Linked DNA regions of Sus scrofa: region 1 is linked to region 2. A link is a contact called in public HiChIP or PLAC-seq data. All regions are on one chromosome and are shown on one strand. Each heading gives the region's core, a stretch centred on a gene start, on an enhancer-like site or on the middle of the called end of the contact. The rest is flanking DNA. Distances are from core to core; before and after follow the strand shown.

Region 1 (6,096 bases), core at 3,086-5,585, 410 kb before region 2:
AATACTAGGAGTAATGACAATGACAGCAAATGGCATTCAGGTCCTTGCTTCAGGGATGGGAGAGAAGAAGAGAAGGTGAGGTGCAGTGCCTTGTGAGTTTTGGACCTAGAGAATCTGAGAGGCAGTGCTTCCTTCTGTGGTTAATCTCTGGGCACCTCTGGGCATCATCCTCACCTACAGGGATTAAGAACTACAATCCCCGGAGTTCCTATTGTGGCTCAGCGGTAATGAACCTGACTAGTACCCATGAGGATTAGGGTTCGACCCCTGGCCTCACTTAATGGGTTAAGGATCCGGTGTTGCCATGAGCTGTGCTTTAAGTTGCAGGTGTGGCTCGGATCCCAAGTTGCCGTGGCTGTGGCGAAAGCCAGCAGCTGCAGTTGCGATTTAACCCCTAGCTTGAGAACTTCCATATGCCGTGGGTGCAGCCATTAAATATATATATATAAAACCATTGTAATCTTATATGAGGCTCAGCATTTAATTTACGTCTATATATAATTTTAAAAATATTTTTAAAAAACAAAACAAGGAATTCCCTAGGAACCATGCGGTTGCAGGTTCGATCTCTGGCCTCGCTCAGTGGGTTAAGGATCCAGTGTTGCTGTGAGCTGTTGTGTAGGTCACAGACGCAGCTGATCACCCGTTGATGTGGCTGTGGCATAGGTTGGCAGCTGTAGCTTCAATTAGACCTCTAGCCTGGGAATCTCCATATGCCACGAGTGTGGCCCTGGAAAAGACAAAAACAAACAAACAAACAAACAAACAAAAAAAAACAGCTTGTCTTGTCACCTGTTATTTATTTTTTATTTTTATTTTTTGCTTTTTAAGGCTGCACCCATGGCATATGGAGGTTCCCAGGCTAGGGGTCGAATCTGAGCTATAGCTGCTAGCCTATGCCAGAGCCACAGCAACGCGGAATCCGAGCTGAGTCTTCGACCTACACCACAGCTCACAGCAACACTGGATCCTTAACCCACTGAGCGAGGCCAGGGATTGAACCCACAACATCATGGTTCTTGGTCGGATTTGTTTTTGCTATGCCAGGAGGGGAACTCCCTTACCTGTTTATTTTTTAAATTGATCCAGAAGTTTGAAAAAAGGAATACCAGAACACTTTAAAATTTTCAAATCAAACCATAACTAAGACTACTGACCTAGGAGTTCCCGTCGTGGCTCAGTGGTTAATGAATCTGACTAGGAACCATGAGGTTGTGGGTTCGATCCCTGGCCTTGCTCAGTGGGTTAAGGATCCGGCGTTGCCATGAGCTGTGGTGTAGGTTGCAGATGCGGCTCGGATCCCGAGTTGCTGTGGCTCTGGCGTAGGCTGGCGGCTACAGCTCAGATTCGACCCCTAGCCTGGGAACCTCCATATGCTGTGAGAAGCAGCCCTAGAAAAGGCAAAATGACAAAAAAAAAAAAAAAAAAGACTACTGACCTAGATATAAAAGTCAGACATGAAATACCCAAGGCTTTTTATAGGCCCACTGAGGCCTGCTAAGAGTGTGGGCCAAACTGACGTGGGAGTTAACTGTGTACTGTGTTTTTACGAATGCATGTAAAAGGCCAGTGCCTGTAGTCTTCCCCATACCTGTAGTCTTCCTAATCAATGACATATGATTAGCTAGTCTGTGGTGACAGACTCAGAATAGCGATGGGGAGAGAGTATCAGTGACTTCAAAGGGCATAAGGGGACTCCCTGGAGTGCTGGACATTGTCTGTATCTTGATGTGGGTAGTGGTTATATGGAGTCTATATGTATGGAAATTCATGAGCTGTCTACCTGAGGATTGTGCACTCGCGTGTAGGTAAATTATTCTTCAAAGTCCTTTTAGGTGAAAGAGAGAAACAGGGAGAACTCAAGAAGTTTTATCCCAAGATTTGCTCAGAAACCTGTCAGCAGAAATTTATGTGCCAGTGGTTTCTACTGTGTTATAATTTGGTAGTTAACATAGCTGCATGTTTGTGTTTTTAATTATTGTTTTAAAAATATGGTAGAAGTTCCCACTGGGCTCAGCAGGTTATAAACACGGCTAGTATCCATGAGGCCTTGCTTAGTGGGTTAAGGATCTGGCATTGCTATGGCTGTGGTGTGGGCTGGCAGCTTCAGCTCCAATTGGACCCCTAGCCTGGGAACTTCCATATGCTGCAGGTACGGGCCTAAAAAGCAAAAAACAAAAATATAAAAAAAACTCGTAATGGCTCAATGGTTAACGAATCCGACTAGGAACCATGAGGTTGTGGGTTCGATCCCTGGCCTTACTCAGTGGGTTAAGGATCCAGTGTTGCCGTGAGCTGTGGTATAGGTCACAGACATGGCTCAGATCTGGTGTTGCTGTGGCTCTGGCGTAGGCCGGTGGCTACACTCTGATTAGACCCCTAGCCTGGGAACCTCCACATGCTGTGGGTGTGGCCCTAGAAAAGACAGAAAGACCAAAAAAAAAAAAAAATATATATATATATATATGTATATATGTATATTTAAAATTTTTTAAATATGAGTGTATTTAAAATATAACATTTAAATCATATATATTTAAAAGATGGAGTTCAAATCACTAGTGACCTTGCCATCATTTCTGGCAAACTTCAAAACTCATGGGAGATTTAAAACTCTCTGGGTGACCAGAAGTAACCACATGGCTGGAGGTCAAACCAGTGGGAAAGGCGAGCACGGCATGGATGACCCCCATGGAAAGCACATAGGCCTCTGTATGTACCAACCTGGGTTCAAATCCTAACTCTTTTGGTTACCTAAGGTCCTGCAGCTTGTACCTTGTCAGAAACACATTCCCAGTTTCCTCATCTGTAAAATGGGTATAATGCTATCTGCCTCATAGTTGGTGGGGGATTAAGTAAGAATGTAACTCAAGTGTCCAGCACACTTAACTTCCCTCGAACAAATGTTGGTTTTCATCCCTTCTGTATTTCATAATGCAGTAAAGTTGTCTGGGTTTAGAGGGTGTCTGATTACCTTCAGTAAGACATGCCTTTTGACTGGTTTTTCCAGGGGCAAAGATGGACTTGCAACCATACCTGGCACCTGCTTGCTGCCAGTGAGACATTTGTGGGACTATACACAGGCCCTGGACAGAAGTGTTCAGCACAAGTGGAGGTGCTTTCTTCACACAGAAAATGACCACCCTTTCCAGGCCTGGCTCTACCGGGATGGGAGAAGAACAGAAATTTGTGAAAGGAGGGGAGGAGTCTTCTTGTCTTCCTGGGCTTTCCCTTCCTTTTCTTTTGTCTCTCCTTAGCCCAGCTTGGGAAGTGGGAGAAAACTAACCAAAGGTGAGAAGGCATCTCCTCATACTTTGCTTTTTTTTAATAATTTTTATTATAGTTGATTTACAATGTTCTGTCAATTTACATGTATATGTATTCGTTCTTTTTTTTTTTTTTTTTCACTGAAAGAAATGGTTTTAAATTACAAAGAAAACAAGTTAGGTCTGCCTCGATTTGTCTAGTGAACCTTCAGGTCCCAGCAAACCTGCTCAGATATACTGGATTTTCATCTTACGGTTTCAGAGGTTTGAACCAATTATGCCCTGAAAACAGATCTCAGGTACCAATCACTCTTCTCTGCCTGATCCTTGGGGTGTGAAGGGCTTCCTTCTGCTTTGGTAAACTCTGTCCGGCTAGGCGTTCAAGACCAAGAGTAGTTAAAGCTGAGTTCCCCTTGTGGCTCAGCCGAAACGAATCCTACTAGTATCCATGAGGATGCAGGTTCAATCTCTGGCCTTACGCAGTGAGTTAAGGGTCTGGTGTTGTTGTGGGCTGTGGCATAGGTTGCAGACTTGGCTTGGATCTGGAGTTGCTGTGGCTGTGGTGTAGGCTGGCAGCTGTGGCTCTGATTCAGCCCCTAGCCTGGGAACATCCATATACCGTGGGTGTGGCCCTGAAAAGCAAAAAAAAAAAAAAAAAAAAAAAAAGCAGGTAAACTGGAGAGCAGAGGCTGGTAAGGGATTTATCAGGACTCTCCTCAAACTTCAGCCTTCTTTATAAGTAGAATTTCATGCCCTCCCTCTGCTGGAGCCTCCAAACTCCACAAGGTATTTGTCTTTCCAGAGGCCTCTTCTTTTGCCATCTCAGGTCAATCATGGGCTAATCTAATGCGTGCAGTTCTGACCGGCTCTGCTCAGTTTTTATTTCACTCTCACAGACCTGGTGCATGCTTTTGAGAGCTGGCCTTGAAAAAGTTTTATAGACTCCATAGTCTGTATTTTCTCTGCCAGGACTCTGCTTGTTATGTTGCAAGAATGTGACCCAACAGCCTCCACACCCTAATGACTCAGCCTGACTCTAATGAGCTGTGTAAGGAGAACGTGATAACCAGTACGCTATGGAAACCTAATTCTGTTCCCAGCCTCCCAGGGGCAGCGCCCCCTCTAATGTAGGCCAGGTGCTGCCCAGGCCGCCAGAGCCAGGATGGGAGTCAGAAACAGTCCCCACGGCGGGCAGAGGGAAAGGGAAGGTGAATTCTGTTTTGTTCCATTCCCCAGCACAGCGGTTATGCTTGGCCCTTCCCAAGCACAGCCTGAGAGGCGTAAGTCAGGGGTTAGGAAGAACTTACATAGTGAGATCGACTTTGAGGGAGCTGGCAGAGTGGTTGCCTCTTACTCTGAGGAAAGGCAGTCGACATCCACCTCGGGGGTGTGTGAAGAAGCCTGACTTTTGGCTTATTGGTCTTTGATTTGTGGGGCATTCAATTTTCTGGGGGAAAAAAGAAAATCTGTTAAGTTTCTGGAGGAACCCTAGGAAATCATGTAATTAGCAATTCAGAGATTCTCAGAATCTCTGGCCAAAAAAAGAGATGACAGAGAAAGAGAAATCACTGTGCTTCAGAGCTGTGGCAGAAGACCAAGTGTGGGACAATGGCCACAGAAGAGATGTTACTGAATTATGTTTAAACGTATGCTTCTCTTTGGCAAGGAAATGCTTAGGGAAAACTTATGCCTTGATTACTACTCTTACTAAATGGGGAAACCTTAACTGATTTTACCTTAAGCTTTTTTACCAGATTTTAAAATTTTGGGCCTCCTTGCGAAAAATGTAACCACATTTCTCTTGGTGGGCTGTGACAAAAATCAGAAAACTTAAACAATAGTTTTATGAAAAGAAATGAACAGAAACAAACTCATGGACTTGGAGAACAGACTTGTGCTCGCCAAGGGGAAGGGGAAGGAAGCAGGATGACCTGGAGTTAGCAGTTAGTAGGTGCAAACTACTGCATTTGGAGTAGATAAGCAATGAGATTCTGCTGTATAGCACAGGGAGCTATATCCAGTCACTTGTGATAGAACATGATGGAAGATAATATGAGAAAAAGAGTATATATATGAAATTGGGTCACTTTGCTGTACAGTAGAAATTGACAGAACATTGTCAATCAACTACAATAAAAAATTTTTAAAAAAGGAAATGAAATAAGAGCACAGTTCACACATTTACCAGTGATTCTGTTTGCTCTGTGTTATCTATGAATCATCTGACACGAAACAGCTGTAAGGCCTCTCTGCTACAAGGACAAAACGGCCTATGCCAGGAACTGCACCCCAGTTTGTGGAATAGTCACTAACAGAATTTATTCAATACCAGTTCCAGCCAACTAAGCCTACCCCACAGGGTGGCTACCCTCCCCTTCTGCAAGCCCTGGAACACCATACTTTGGGCTGGCTCTGCCCCAGCAGTAAACAAAGGCCTCTTAACTGCTAGTCAGACTGTTGCCTGGCTCCTGACCACACCCAGAAGTTTGTTTGCGTGCCTTTGTTTTGGGGTTGAACTTTTTATTTTGGTAATATTTCAGTTTTATAGAAAAATTATCAGAACAGTCCAAGGAACTCCTACAATCTGATCCATTTGTTTGCATTTTTGCCTTATTTGTGCTCTCTCTTTCTCTCTCTCTCACACCTCCATCTTCCTTCCCTCCCATTTAAGAGTAATTTGGAGGTATGGTGCCCCCTTTCCTCCAGAATAGTCCAGTGGGCATTTTCTGGGAAGACATTCACTTACTAGTAATTCAGGTAACACAATCAGGAAATTAAGCATTAACATTACTACCATCTAGTTCATCAATTGTTGCCCAAAATGTCCTTA
Region 2 (5,865 bases), core at 1,751-4,250:
GGAACTAAGTTCTACCGCCAACAGCCAGCACCAACTTGGCAGCAGAATTCCCAGCCCCAGATAGACCTTCAGGTGACTGCACTTGAAAGAATGTTTTGAGGGGCCCTGAGTCATAGTACTGATCTGCAAACATGTGTGATAACATGTTTATTGTTGAAATAAGTGGTTACGTTTGAGGTAAAGATAACCAATCACCTATCCAAGTGGCCCTCTAGGCAAAAGGAAGTTTTAGCCATTTGGCTCTGAATAGTTCAGACCTTTGGCAAAGTCATTCCCATTCTGAGATGGATTCATGAAACTAACCTGCTGCCGCTCAACATTCACCTCACCTAGCCTCCTCTGCGTCCTGATTATCCACTAAGGAAACCACCTTTGAACTATGACTAAACTCCCCAGGTACCTTCAGGGAGAGGATGAACTGATGACACAGACGAGGGATTTCTAGATTCTGTGATGATGATTTTTCAGGGCAACTTAATAAATGCTTTCTGATGATGATCTGGCTCCCTGTGGAGGCCTTCCTGTGCTGATCATATGGACTTTGAATACATCTGGGCCCTTTGAGGACACAAGGTCCCTTTTTACAGCAACTTAATCAGCCAGCATCATGGGTCTACCTCCCTGCTTGCTATTTAGTACTGAGTCAGTCTTGCAGGATGAGTATCCCCAGGGCACTGATGAGAGTCAGAACCTCCACCTGCAACAGAAGACGGGCCTTACACACCAGGTCTTGGTTGGTACATGAACAGCAGGTCCTGCCCAGCTGCCCCCCTGACTTCTTTGCAGCATCGGCACACCTTCCAGAGGGCAAGGAAACTTTCATGAGATGTGTTAAACAAGGAATTCTCCTTCCTGGGAAGACCCAGGAATCCTCAAAAGTCTCAGTTAATTGATCACTTCTGTGATGCAGTTTCTGTTATTATCCACTCCCATATCATTCCTTTCAGTAGACCGTCTGGAAAATGGAAGTCTAAGAACAACAAGGGTCAGTGGTGCCCACCTAACTCTCTTACTTTCTTTCAATATCTTCTCTATTATTTCTCTGGATAAAGAGCAGAGATAAGAGTTTGCTGGATGTGTTAAGTGGGTAAAAGCTAATGATTTATAATTTATAAACCGGTGACATAAGAATAGTAGAAAAAAAATCTTGGAAGATCTCTAATTAAAGACCATGAAGATTAGGAAACTGTCCCAGTGATTCTTGGAGTGACAAGGAATGTGTTTAAATACCAAGTCTGGTATTATTACACAATAGTATGTCAATGTTTAAGGGTTCCAGTTGTTAGTAAATTATGCCTAAATTGCTATTTTATTACACCCTTGTTTTCAGTTTAATAATATTTACCATAAAAGGGTTTCTCACAAGTGTATTTAGGCAATTTGCTCATGCGAGAAATGGCTAGAAATTAAATGCACACATACAAGAAGTACTGGTTAAATAAGTGCGCTAACAGGCAGAAATACCAGTGGGTCTTATATGGTCAAATGCTCCCTGGAAGAATCTGCATTACAAACTCAATCCTAGATACATCATGTAACGAGGCTTCCAAATGCAGTGCATCTCTGAACAAGTCAGGGATGGGTAGACAACGGTAATACCACACACCATGCATTTGGTAGGGATGTGAGCTTACTGGGCACCTAAAAAGTCAGGGGGAAAAATGGCAAGTACAAACAGGGCAAACAAAGAGATTCTTGTGTTGGCACCTGCATTTGGTACTGTCTCCCAAAGGACCCTTTTAAGCTAGAGGTGACTAAGGAAGCATCCTCATAATTTGGTGGAGCCCTGTATGATAAGACCAGTTGTGATGGGGGACCCAGGTAATATGGAGTTACCACAGCTGCAAGTGGTGCTTTGAGCAGATACAAAGGATTGAGAAGATAGAAACCTTCTCCTTATAGTCAAGGAGGGTGATTGCTGGATTCCAAGATGGTCCCCACAGATCCTTGCCTCTTAGTCTTCGTGCCCTTGAGCACGCTCCCCCAATTCTGAATCTGAACAGATGTATGTGACCAATAGAGTGTGGCAGAGGTGTTCTGAGGCTAGGTCATAAAAGGCACTGCAGCTTCCACTGCCCTCTTGGTTCACTCCCTCTGGTGGAGGCTAGCCACCCCCATTACAAAGACACTAGAGCAGCCCTGGGAGAACCCTGTATGGGGAGGAACCCAGGCCTCCTGCTAACAACCAGCCCCAACTGGCAGCCACGTGAGTGAGCCTCCTTGGGAGTGGGTTTTCCAGCTCTAGTCAACATCTTGATGGCAACCTTGCAAGAGACCTTAAGTGAGAACTACTAGGCCAAATTCCTGACCCTACTAGGCCAAATTCCTGACTACTAGGCCAAATTCCTGACCCTTAGTGAGAACTACTAGGCCAAATTCCTGACCCTTAGAACACTGTGAGATAAATGTTATTATGTGAAGCCACTATGTTTTGGGGGCAATTTATCACTTAGCAATAGCTAACTGGTACAAGGAGCTTCATGTTACTTAATAAAAAGAATCACTCAGAAATGCTACTGCCCTTTGAATTCACTAGAAAAGGCAGGAATCTATGTAGTGACCCCAGAGCCAATTATAACCACTAGAGATGTCTTTGAGAGTGTGATGGTGGTTAGGTGCTGGTCACTCATAGGCACCTGACTGCCCTCATAGGGCAAGAACCAGATCCATCTGGCCCCAAAAGACACCTACAATGACCTCTTCCCACTCCCAAGTGATCTTGTCATCTCCTCAATGGGGATTTTCCATTTTAGTCACTCTTTTCCTGGACACTCCAAAAGGGCTCCTGAAGGTCCCAGCCAGCAGTGAATTGGTCATTCCTGAGCTCTCAGCCCAGAACTCAAATTAGGGTTGGGATTCACCTTCAGGCTTCTGACCTCCTCCTAGCTATGACTAACTCTCATAGGTCCAAGGCTGCCTGCCCTTCCTCTGAGAGGACATGGAACAGGCCAGCTCCCCTAATCACTTGCCCCAGTTCTGACCTCTGGCCTGATGTGTATGCAGACAACTCCCACATTTGTATCCCCAGTAACGGTTAACATGTCCAAAACAGAAGCCCTGCTCTCACTCTCACTAGATCTGCAACTTTGGCCTTCCTTTCTGTTCAGCAAATGGCTCTCCCATCTTCCCAGGAGTTCAGGTGGAAACCATGGAATATCTTTGACTGCTCTCTTACATCCCACATTTAGTCTGTCAGCAAATCCTCTGTGCTGGATCTTTAAAATATATCCAAAATATGACTATCTCTCATCATACTTCTGCATTCCACGCCCCCACACCCCACAAACAGACTGTTCTCAACAGAACAAGCAGGATGATTTTTTTTTTCTTTTTATGGCATATGGAAGTTCCCAGGCTAGGGGTCGAATCGGAGCTGCAGGTGCCAGCCACAGCCACAGCCATAGCCGCATGGGATCAGAGCCGCGTTTGAGACCTACATCACAGCTCACGGCAATGCTGGATCCTTTAACCCAATGAACAAGGCCAGGGATCTAACCCACATCCTCACAGAGACTATGCTGGGTCCTTAACCCACTGAGCCACAAGGGGAACTCCAGAATGATTTTTTTTATATCAGTAGATAAGTCATGTCACTTCACTGATCAAACATTCCAATGGTTCCCCACCTCACTCTGAGTGAAAACCACGGAAGGGCCCACCAGGCCCTCTGAGATCTAGCCCCACCCTCTGCCTCTCATCCATGTCAGTCCATCCTGGCTCCCTCGCTGTTCCCTTACACACTGGACATGGGCCCACCTGCCAACTTTGCACCTGCTATCTCCTCTGTGTGGGATGCTCCCCCCGCCCCAGACTCATGTTCAGCTCGGTTCTATCTTTACTCTGATGTTACCTTCTTAGTGAGACCTTCTCTGTCCACATTTTTAAGCTGCCCACATCACCCTTCGCTCCCTTATCCAACCCCCGTCCCCATCCTGCTTTATCTTTCTCCATAGCACTTATCGTGTGACCCGTTGTGTATGACTCTTGATTTCCATCTTTCTCTAACAGGACATAAGCGTCCTGAGGGTAGTGCGTTGTCTCCACTTTCCTTGCATTATCATTTCCTTGTTAATCATTTTTTAGTGGCTATATAAAATTGTCCCTAGATAGTGGTTTATCGGACTTCAAGATTTCTTACTCAAAATCATAGGAACTTTCTAGAAATTTCTCTTAAATAAAGACTGATGGATTAGGTGACCCACAAGCAACAGGAGGTACCAACTGTCACCCCTAAACTGGTCAGTCACCTCTTTGCTGTTTGCCTCTGCAGAATTCTGATTACTTTTAGCTTTAATGTCAAATAAAAACAAGGACATGTAAAAGAGGAAAATAAAATGATTAGCTCAATTTTCAAAATCCTCCCTCTTCTCAATATTCTGTTTAGGATGGCACTCTTTCCCATGTGCTAGAAAACAAAAGCATAATGGGTGCTTTTCTCGATTGTAACTGACACCAATTAAAGTAATCTTCATGATAAAGATTTGTTAGGCTGAGACAGCAGAATTAAATGCATTTAATACAACTCTTTTGCAAACATCTGTTGAAGTAAGAGGCAAAACCAATGCCAATAGGGTTGTGTTAGGACTGTTCTATGTCCAAATTTTTTTGGCCATAGTGATTATGTTCTAATAAAACCTCCCAGGAATGGGTCTCCTAAGAGGCATATAAATTAGAGATGAAGAAAATGTTACCTTACTCTTGACAAATGCAAGACAAATCCTTGCAAACCACACTTGGCTAGTTTTTTATACTCAAAACCCCTCCGAGGAGAGGTTATAAATGTTCCAAAAGCAGGAAGTTTTCCCACTCACTAATCTTCGGTGCCACTTCTCGCACTCCCAGACCACCACGGACAAACCCCACATACCACAAAATGGCTCTCCAATCATATTTCAAAATAATGAATTAGCAGTCTTCACGCTGACACTGCAGAGGAAAGAAACACACTGCACTTACATCCAGGCCTTGCTCTGTGAGCAGCACTGGAAACGAGAGCCTGAAAAGAAGCCCACCGCGGTCCAAAGAACTCCAGGACTGGAGGTCCCTTTGTGGTACAGTGGAAACGAATCCGACTAGGAACCATGAGGTTGCGGATTGGATCCCTGGCCTCGCTCAGTGGGTTAAGGGTCTGGCATTGCCGTGAGCTGTGGTGTAGCTTGCAGATGTGGCTTGGATCTGGCGTTGATGTGGCTGTGGTGTAGGCTGCCAGCAACAGCTCCAATTGGACCCCTAGCATGAGAACCTCCATACGCCACAAGTGCAGCCCTCAAAAGACAAAAGACCCAAAAAAAAAAAAACTCCAGGACCAAAATCCTTGGCAAGGTCCAGACAGAGTGAACCAAGGAGGGTGCTGGGAGGGATAGAAATGGGCCAGATCACAAAGGAATGGTCTGTGCTTGATCCAACAGACCCACCTGAACAACAGCCACTTCATACAACAGGGTTATAAACCTCACAAGTCTGGGAAGGGCCACAGTAAACAAGTTTCACCTCCAACAACATGGAGCCTCACTATGTCTTGCAATGAGTCTGGACTATTAAGTCACTGGGGCCCACACTTTCTAAAATAATGAGGAAGTTGCTCAACAACTTGTAGACCAAGTTTTCCATCCTGAGAGATGGGGATCTGAAATGTGAGTGAGAGCCCTGTGATGCCTCTAAATATTGTCATCAACGAACAGCACACCCATATTCCCAAAATATCCAGGTTGGAAAAGCTGATTGTAAAAGGTATCACTCGCTTAGGTAGGAAACCTGAAATATTTGTCTAAGGTATTCGACGGAGGAGAGGACGGACAATTTTGTTAAGGCAGCGTATTCAAATCCATGGTCATAAATGAACTGCTACGACAACTGAAAAGAAGG

Evidence for each region. HiChIP or PLAC-seq counts read pairs in DNA pulled down with a chosen protein or histone mark.
Region 1: a contact with region 2 is called in an H3K27ac HiChIP or PLAC-seq map of alveolar macrophages. The contact joins two enhancer-like sites. A contact is called at or near these places in 1 of 47 Hi-C or Micro-C datasets (embryonic fibroblasts) and 1 of 2 datasets of contacts at active chromatin or transcription factors (alveolar macrophages).

The regions. Positions count from the first base shown.
Region 1 is chr1:184,449,735-184,455,830 of Sscrofa11.1, reverse strand. No RefSeq gene overlaps it. Among named protein-coding and RNA genes, the nearest start is that of LGALS3, 33 kb to the left of the region's middle. Within about 2 kb of position 4,335, at least 53 of the 83 cell types and tissues checked have an H3K27ac peak or open chromatin away from gene starts, as enhancers often do. A contact at or near this core is called in alveolar macrophages, where this site is marked.
Region 2 is chr1:184,037,331-184,043,195 of Sscrofa11.1, reverse strand. All of the region lies in intron 2 of SAMD4A (protein Smaug homolog 1), which reads right to left. Among named protein-coding and RNA genes, the nearest start is that of SAMD4A, 120 kb to the right of the region's middle. Within about 2 kb of position 3,000, at least 3 of the 83 cell types and tissues checked have an H3K27ac peak or open chromatin away from gene starts, as enhancers often do. A contact at or near this core is called in alveolar macrophages, where this site is marked.